Linked DNA regions of Rattus norvegicus: region 2 is linked to region 1. Evidence: chromatin contacts called from public Hi-C data. All regions are on one chromosome and are shown on one strand. The core of a region is the stretch at or near the end of the contact, and the rest is flanking DNA. Distances in the headings are between cores, read along the strand shown.

Region 1 (3,480 bases), core at 346-2,845:
GTCAAGAGCAGCATCCAAACCCCAACAATAGAGCGCTCCCACCCCGAAGGTGAGGAACTGGGGTACAGTAACAGGCACCTCTGCTGCATGATCACATTAGGGGAAACCCCAGTGTTTGGTTACTTCAGAGCCCCTTTTCTTTACTCTGCCCACCTTAGGGCCTGATCCCTGACTACACTTCAGTAAAAAGCAAGACACAACCCTTGACCCACTTCAGTCGGAGCAACAGAGCCTGAGGTTACCTGAACGTTGGGCATGTGCTATGCCCACCTCATAATGCCTTCCAAGCTTAAAAGTGCATCTTAAAATATAATTCTCTGTAAACAACACCTCCCCCCAACACTTACTTACAAGATTAACTACCGCCTTTACTTCAGTTAACCTGCAGCCACCTAACTCAGCTATTCCTAAGCCCCACCTATTAATTTAGGTAGCTGATTTTCTTTTTCTTTTCTTTTTTTTTTTTTTTTTATTCCAGAGATTAAAGACACGAGATCTTTAACCTTGAAGGGCAGGCAAGAGGTCGGCTATGCTGTCAACATAGAAGTCAGGGACCATTTTCTTCTTGAACATGCAGTCACTTTCCTGATTGCTCTTCACATCCTCAAGACTGGAGACTCCGGTGAGGGTCAGGATAGTCTTCAGGCTACAGGTGGAGCCCAGGAGGATGTCTGTGTCCAGGCGGTCTCCCACCATGACGGTGCGCTCCGGGTTGATACCATACTCCTGGGACACGCAGTCGAAGATGAAGCGGCTAGGCTTCCCGATGATGTCCGCCTGGCGCTGGGCGGCCATCTCCACGGCTCGCACCAGACAGCCGGTACCTGCAGAGCGAGGGAGGGAAGGGGACGCTGGGGTCAGGGAACATGGAAGGGCTGGGCCCGCCCTCCAACCTCCAGCCCCTGGGCGCACGGACCCGCAATGAAACGGCCGTTCTCTAGCGGGAGCCGGTTGTCCATGTTGGTGCCCACGAGCAGACAGTCGGGCTGCTGCAGGTACCGCACGGCCTTGGTAAGCTTCATGTAGCTGAAGTGTGGGTCGAAGCCCACCACTACCGCGCGCACGTCGGGTTCGAGCGGCACGGCTAGCCAGTCGCTTGGGCCATCGCCGTGAAGCACGTCCGGGCCCACGCCCACGCTAGTGACACCCACGGCCTCCAGCTCCGCGGCTAAGGCCGGGCTGCCCAGCACGTAGGCCTTGGGGTCCGGCACGCCGGCCAGGCGTTGGCGCAGATAGAGCGCGCTGCAGTAGGCCGTGCCGAAGACCTCGAGGCCCGCTTCGGGCCCCATCGGGCCACCGAAACCCAAGCGCCTGAGCTTCTCCGCGTAGGCCGTACGAGTCTTGCTGCTGTTGTTGGTGATGAAGCCCAGTCGCTTGCCGCGGGCCCGCAGCGCCCGCAGAGTCTCCGGCGCGCCCGGCACGGCCGTCTCGCCGCGCCACAGCACGCCATCGCAGTCGAACAGCAGCGTGTCCACTTCGGCCAGCAGCAACTTGGCCCGCTCGGCGCTCAGCCGCACGCAGCGGACTTCGTCGCCGCCGGCCTCCGCCTCCGCCATGGCCGACCGCTGACCGCTGCCGCCACCCGCCGCCGCCGCCACCACCGGCCGCTCCTCGCAGCCGCCCGCCGCGGCGCCCGCCCCGCCTCCGGGACGCTCATTGGCCCCGCTCCTCGCGCGCACCGCCCATTGGCCCCTGCTTGCGCCAATCCACCTCCGTTTCCCGCGAGCAGCGAGGCACACAGCGGCAACCGACGCGGGCAGGCGCGCGGAGGCGGTCAGCCATTGGCTGTCTGGTCCAGCTACACCAGCAATTGGCTGGCAGAGCGCCAACCGGCAAGGGTAAAGCATACGCCGCGGAAAAGCTGCGGGGCGCGAATGGCACGGGACGTAAGGCGGCTGATCGTGGATGGCCGCGGGACAGCTCGCTCATTGGAAACTGGTAGTCAGCCTAGGTGACGGAGACTCCAGGTCAGTGACCCCGGGCCTGGCCGGCTAATGATTGGCTACTTCTTCAGGCCTTAGTTGGGCGGGGTTATCCTTAGGAAGAAGGCGGAAGGCGCTACCTACACCGCAGTCACGTAAGCGTCTTGGACATGCAGTCGGCGTTTGAACCGATTACCTTACAGTCTGCAGCCAGCCTAGAACTTCTTTTCCCAAAGCTACTCTCATTCTCACCTACGGTTCTTCAGACCGAGGTTCCCAGGACCTCGAAATAACATGAACCAGTGATGGCTAAAGCATCGGTCATGAAGCAGTGGGATTGGAATCCAGGGGGACATTGCCTACAGTATGATATTCAGCAATCGGTCACTATTATTAATACTTTAAAAATGATTTATTTATTATATATAAGTACACTGTAGCTGTCTTCAGACACACCAGAAGAGGGCATCAGATCTCATTACAGGTGGTTGTGAGCCACCATGTGGTTGCTGGGAATTGAACTCAGGACCTCTTAACCACTGAGCCATCTCTGTAGCCCGTATTGATACATTTATTGAGGCATATTATACAATGATGTGTACAGATCAATGCGATTCATAGGAAATATGCTCATGTATAGAGTAATTCCAACATTTCACAGAAGTCTCCTACATTATTACTCTCCGGTCAATAACAGATATCACCCCCACCTCCCAACCACATTTTTGACTTGAACTATGCATAAGATGTTCTAGAGCATCTTTTTCAAAGTCTCTCTTTTGGACTAGAGGGGTTACAATTAAAGATAATACTTGTCAATCCCATAGATGAGAGGAGAAAGACCACAGACCCAAATCATCATGGCTAAAGTAATTAAAGCCAGCATTTAATTAAAGCAGGCTATTCTATTCCTGTACAATGACTGTCTCCCTTGACAGTAGGGGGTGGGTGGGTTTGAGAGGTCAGCATTGAATGTGAGGAAAACAAGGTTTTTATAAAGGTCATGGGTAGGCTGTTTGCAAATGTGGGGGAATTGGTGGGCGGAACAGGCAGAGTTACAGGAACAGAACATAAGCCTACTTGCGGGTCCAAAAGACCCCCTGAAACAAAGACATGGCTGCAAGGTGAGCATAACAAGGTAGTCATAACAATAGTGATGACAAGGCGGTCATCTTGTCCCTCTTGGAATCACTTGTATGGTTCAGTACAGAATCGTTTGTAGTTAAGGTTACAGGTCGGGCATAAACTATTCCTCAAGAAATAAGTTTAATCACCAATAGGAGAATCACCTAATTTGTCTTTTCTGTTAGATGGTTTTTAAGCCTAAGACGGAGGCAGGATGGTTTTTCCCTGCTCTTGCAGACCACCTTGAATTCAGTTTCCAAGCACCCAAGTTGGGTAGTTCACAACTGCTTGTAACCCCAGCTGCAGAGATCACGAATGGTGATCTTCTGGCCTCTGTGGACACTTGGATACCCACACATACCCACCCATGATTAAAAATATTTTTGGACTAGAGAGATGGCTCAGAGGTTAAAAGCACTGACTGCTCTTCCAG
Region 2 (3,480 bases), core at 684-3,183, 180 kb before region 1:
AGGTGCTGACTCCTGGCTTCCTGGCCTCCCTTCCTTGCTGTTTCATATTGCTGGCCCAGGCTTCCTTGATGTTGTTCAAGTCCACTGATGGGTAAGACCCCGCCAGGTTTCTGTCACCTTCCTTGGCACTTTCCAGTCCTTTTGCTTTGGGAACTCCTTTCCTAGTACTCTGGGACTGCAGAGCTGTGTCATCTTTGGCTCCTGATCCCTCTGAGACCACATGTTCCTGCCCTTGGCAAGAGAGCCATTGAAGGGCCCAAGGTCAGGGTGGAAAGAGTTCCCCTACCTTTCTCAACTCCCGGCCTGGGCCTGGAGTTACCATCCTCTTTAGTGTGACCACAAAGGTGATGGGGGGAATGTTCTTGGTTATTGTGGGGGTAACTTCCAAGTTCCACACGAGTGGGATATCCAGGGAGCACACAGTTTATACATATTAACAATCTCCACGGGCAACCAGCATTAGACCTGACCCAGAGAAACCGATCTTAAGACAGACAGGCAAATTCTGGATAGGCAAGCAGACAGATAGATGGAAGTGGCCAGCCAGGCCAGAGCCTGTGGCAGCATCAGTTAGAATCTGCAGAGAAGGCTGGGGGCAGGGAGCAACAATGTATCTACAGCTTAAGTGCCTTTCAGGAGCAGCCACTAGGGTGTGGGTACCCAAGAGGCTAAGGCTAGGATGCTGCTGAGAGGCGGGTCCTAGTGCTTGGGTGGAGGTGGAAAGCCCCAGTTAAGGGCTCTGGAGAGAGGGGAGGGAGAGGAGAACATTGAGCTAGGGGCGCATCTCCTATCCACATGGGGAACTGTCTGAGCTGGCTTTACCTGACTCAGGGGGACCAGGTAAGTGAGGAGCTGTGCACTGGGGAGAAGCAGGCTGCGGGTGAGATCTCAGCCTGGGAGGAAGCTTTAAGGTGAAAGTGCAGTCTCACAGTACTGGACTCTAGTAGAGGATTTTCTCCAGGCCTCAGTGTCCTGGTCTGTAAAATGGTCGGTTTTCTCTAGGGTTGTTCTTGGAAAACCATGTACGAATGCATAAGGGGTTCTCAGTGGGACTGTTGTCCTGTAAGGGGAGATGAGAACTTAAGCAATTGTAAATCTAAGAATGTGTTGACTACAGACCTAGGAACCGGGAATGGGAACCCTGTGGTGCTTAATTTGGGACAACAGATCACCACCTAGAGCTCAGGGGCCAAAGTCCTTAGCACAGTTCATACTGGGTCTAGAGGAAGGCAGCACATACCTCCCATCTCTGCCAGATAAACTCATGTTCCCAAAAAACAGGGGAATACGGAAGACAGACACTTGCTGGGTGGAACAGGGGCCACCTACTTGCTGGCCCCAAAGACCTTGGTTGCTGTAGTCTCTTTAAATTTCTTATTCTTGCCTGTTGCTCTCTGGGTCAGGATGAGACAACTTTGGGGACCTAGAGGGAGCAGGCAGCACAGTCCCGATAGGTAGAGGGTGGGGTGCATCCCAGGAAGGGGCGCAGTGGTCCTTGCACTTCCCCTCTGGCGTCTGTGTAGTGTGTCTCTGACTGGACCCTTTCTCTAAGAGGCTTCCCATTTCAGGAACCCCTCTCACTGTAGCATATGCAGGTGTCTAAAAAAAAAGTGGTTCCTGGAACAGAAGCCAAAGGTGCTGGCGCTAGGGAAGGTGACCAAATGGGATAAGATAGGACTCCCAGGAACTCGAGGGTTGCCTGACCGCGAAATCCCACTCCTTAGTCCTAGGGTTTCTGGGCGCCCAGGCAGGGGCCTAGCTAGCGGGGCTTAGGCTAGGGCGGGGGCAGCCAGGAGGGCGGGGAAGGGGCGGGCGCGGGGGCGGTGCTGCAGCAGGAGCAGGGGCCAGGGCCAGAGCCGAAGTCGGAGCCCGAGGCGACGCGAGCTGAGCAGGAGCCACCGAGGCCGCTGCCTGCTCTCCCGCCCGCGCCTCTGCCGCCTCCGCGCTCCAGCCTGCGGGTGGTGTGAGCCGTGGCCAGTCGCGGGCAGCCAGGGGGCAGCGGGTGCCATGGCCGCGCCGGAGTCGCTGCGGCCCCGCTTGTGTCGCCTGGTGCGGGGCGAGCAAGGGTACGGCTTCCACCTGCATGGCGAGAAAGGCCGCCGTGGCCAGTTCATCCGGCGCGTGGAGCCAGGCTCCCCAGCCGAGGCGGCCGCGCTGCGCGCCGGGGACCGCCTGGTTGAGGTCAACGGCGTCAACGTAGAGGGCGAGACGCATCACCAGGTGGGTCCCTGCGCTGCGCCCCGCCCCCCGGTTCCCTCCTAGGGGCGCATCCCTACTGCGCTGGCCAAGATGCCTTCGACCACCCTTCGGCGTGCCCTATCGTGGGACCGGTCAAGGGTCCCATGGGGGCCTGCTGTTCGGGTACTGAGGTGTGGGACGTGGCCCGCCAGCTGGCCTCCTGGTGAGGAAGCTCAGTCCTGCACAAGCGGGGGAGGGAGGACATCCTGGTAGGGAGGGGCCGCACTGCGGCTACTCTGGCCAGGGCCCTGGCTGCTTCTGCTAGTTTTGGCCTCCGTGTGCCATGGAGGGGGAGGAGGTGGTGAAGGCACCTTGTGGCCTTGTGGTATAGATGCATTTCTGTTCGTGTGTGAGTTATGTGTGTGTGCTTGCGGGTCTCCCTGGGGTCATCCATATGAATACACTACCCAAGTGTTCCAGGAGTGGCTGAGAGCATACTTGTGTCAGTGCTGGAATGTGTGCTTAGGTTTGTGTAGACACATCAGGTATGTGTGCTGACTCTGTGCGTGTGTGTGTGTGTGTGTGTGTGTGTGTGTGTGCGCGCGCCTGTGCGAGCTCACGAGTGCCTGCCTGCCTGGTTATACTAGTGTACTTCTCATGGCTGGTGTGTCTGGGTCTGGTGGAGTCAGCTCTAGTGGCAGCCTATTCCTTGGGCTCAGAAAAAGCCTCCTCCTGGGAGCTGCCTGGCCCTGTAGAGGTCACTGTGCAACCCTTGCCTGCTGGCAGCTGGAAGGAGGAGGGCTGATGTGGCGGAGTCTCTCTGCAGATCCTACCTCTGGGATGTCCGTATTCCACCGAGGGGTAGACACAGTTAAAACCTTGATTAGGGTTCAGTCTCCCTTCACCTTTTTTATTCTGGAACCCTAGTACCACTAAGTCCAAGACCTACGTGAGTGGTCAGTCCTGAGGCTTGGAGGAAGCAGAGTGGCTCTTTGCTGGGCTAAAGTTGAACTTCTATCTTCCCGGCGACCTGCCTTGTGACCACTGGATTTGGTTGTGTGCTGAAGAGTTTGGGAGTGAAGCCCAGTGGTTGGCCCTAAAAGCAAGGGAGAGGCTGGCAGAGTTGGTATTACCTGCGTCTAGCCGTCGCTGGAATGCAGCTGTCTAGTCTAGTCTCTAAAGACTTTCACATAGAGCCACAGTAGAATCCTTCTACTGCTCAGGGAGATAGGAGGCAAAACCAAGACTCCCATTCTACTGATATGTAGAGATTGTGGGTGACTGGCTTAGCTCCTTAGTGCT

What was found. Hi-C and Micro-C count contacts between places; a contact is called where the count stands out from the background.
Region 2: a Hi-C map of liver shows a contact between it and region 1, with 3 times the contacts expected there. The contact joins the promoter of Nherf2 here to the promoter of Pgp in region 1. A contact is called at or near these places in 8 of 12 Hi-C or Micro-C datasets (the A7r5 cell line, the Rat2 cell line, Schwann cells and 5 more).

Annotation. Positions count from the first base shown.
Region 1 is chr10:13,997,897-14,001,376 of GRCr8, reverse strand. Pgp (phosphoglycolate phosphatase) reads right to left here and starts at 1,595. Exons shown (of 2, transcript NM_001169152.1): 1 at 917-1,595; 2 at 1-824. The coding sequence starts at 1,556. The coding sequence ends at 499. It also overlaps a transcript of E4f1 not described here.
Region 2 is chr10:14,175,972-14,179,451 of GRCr8, reverse strand. It overlaps Nherf2 (NHERF family PDZ scaffold protein 2), which reads left to right and starts at 1,933. Exons shown (of 7, transcript NM_053811.3): 1 at 1,933-2,220. The coding sequence starts at 2,008.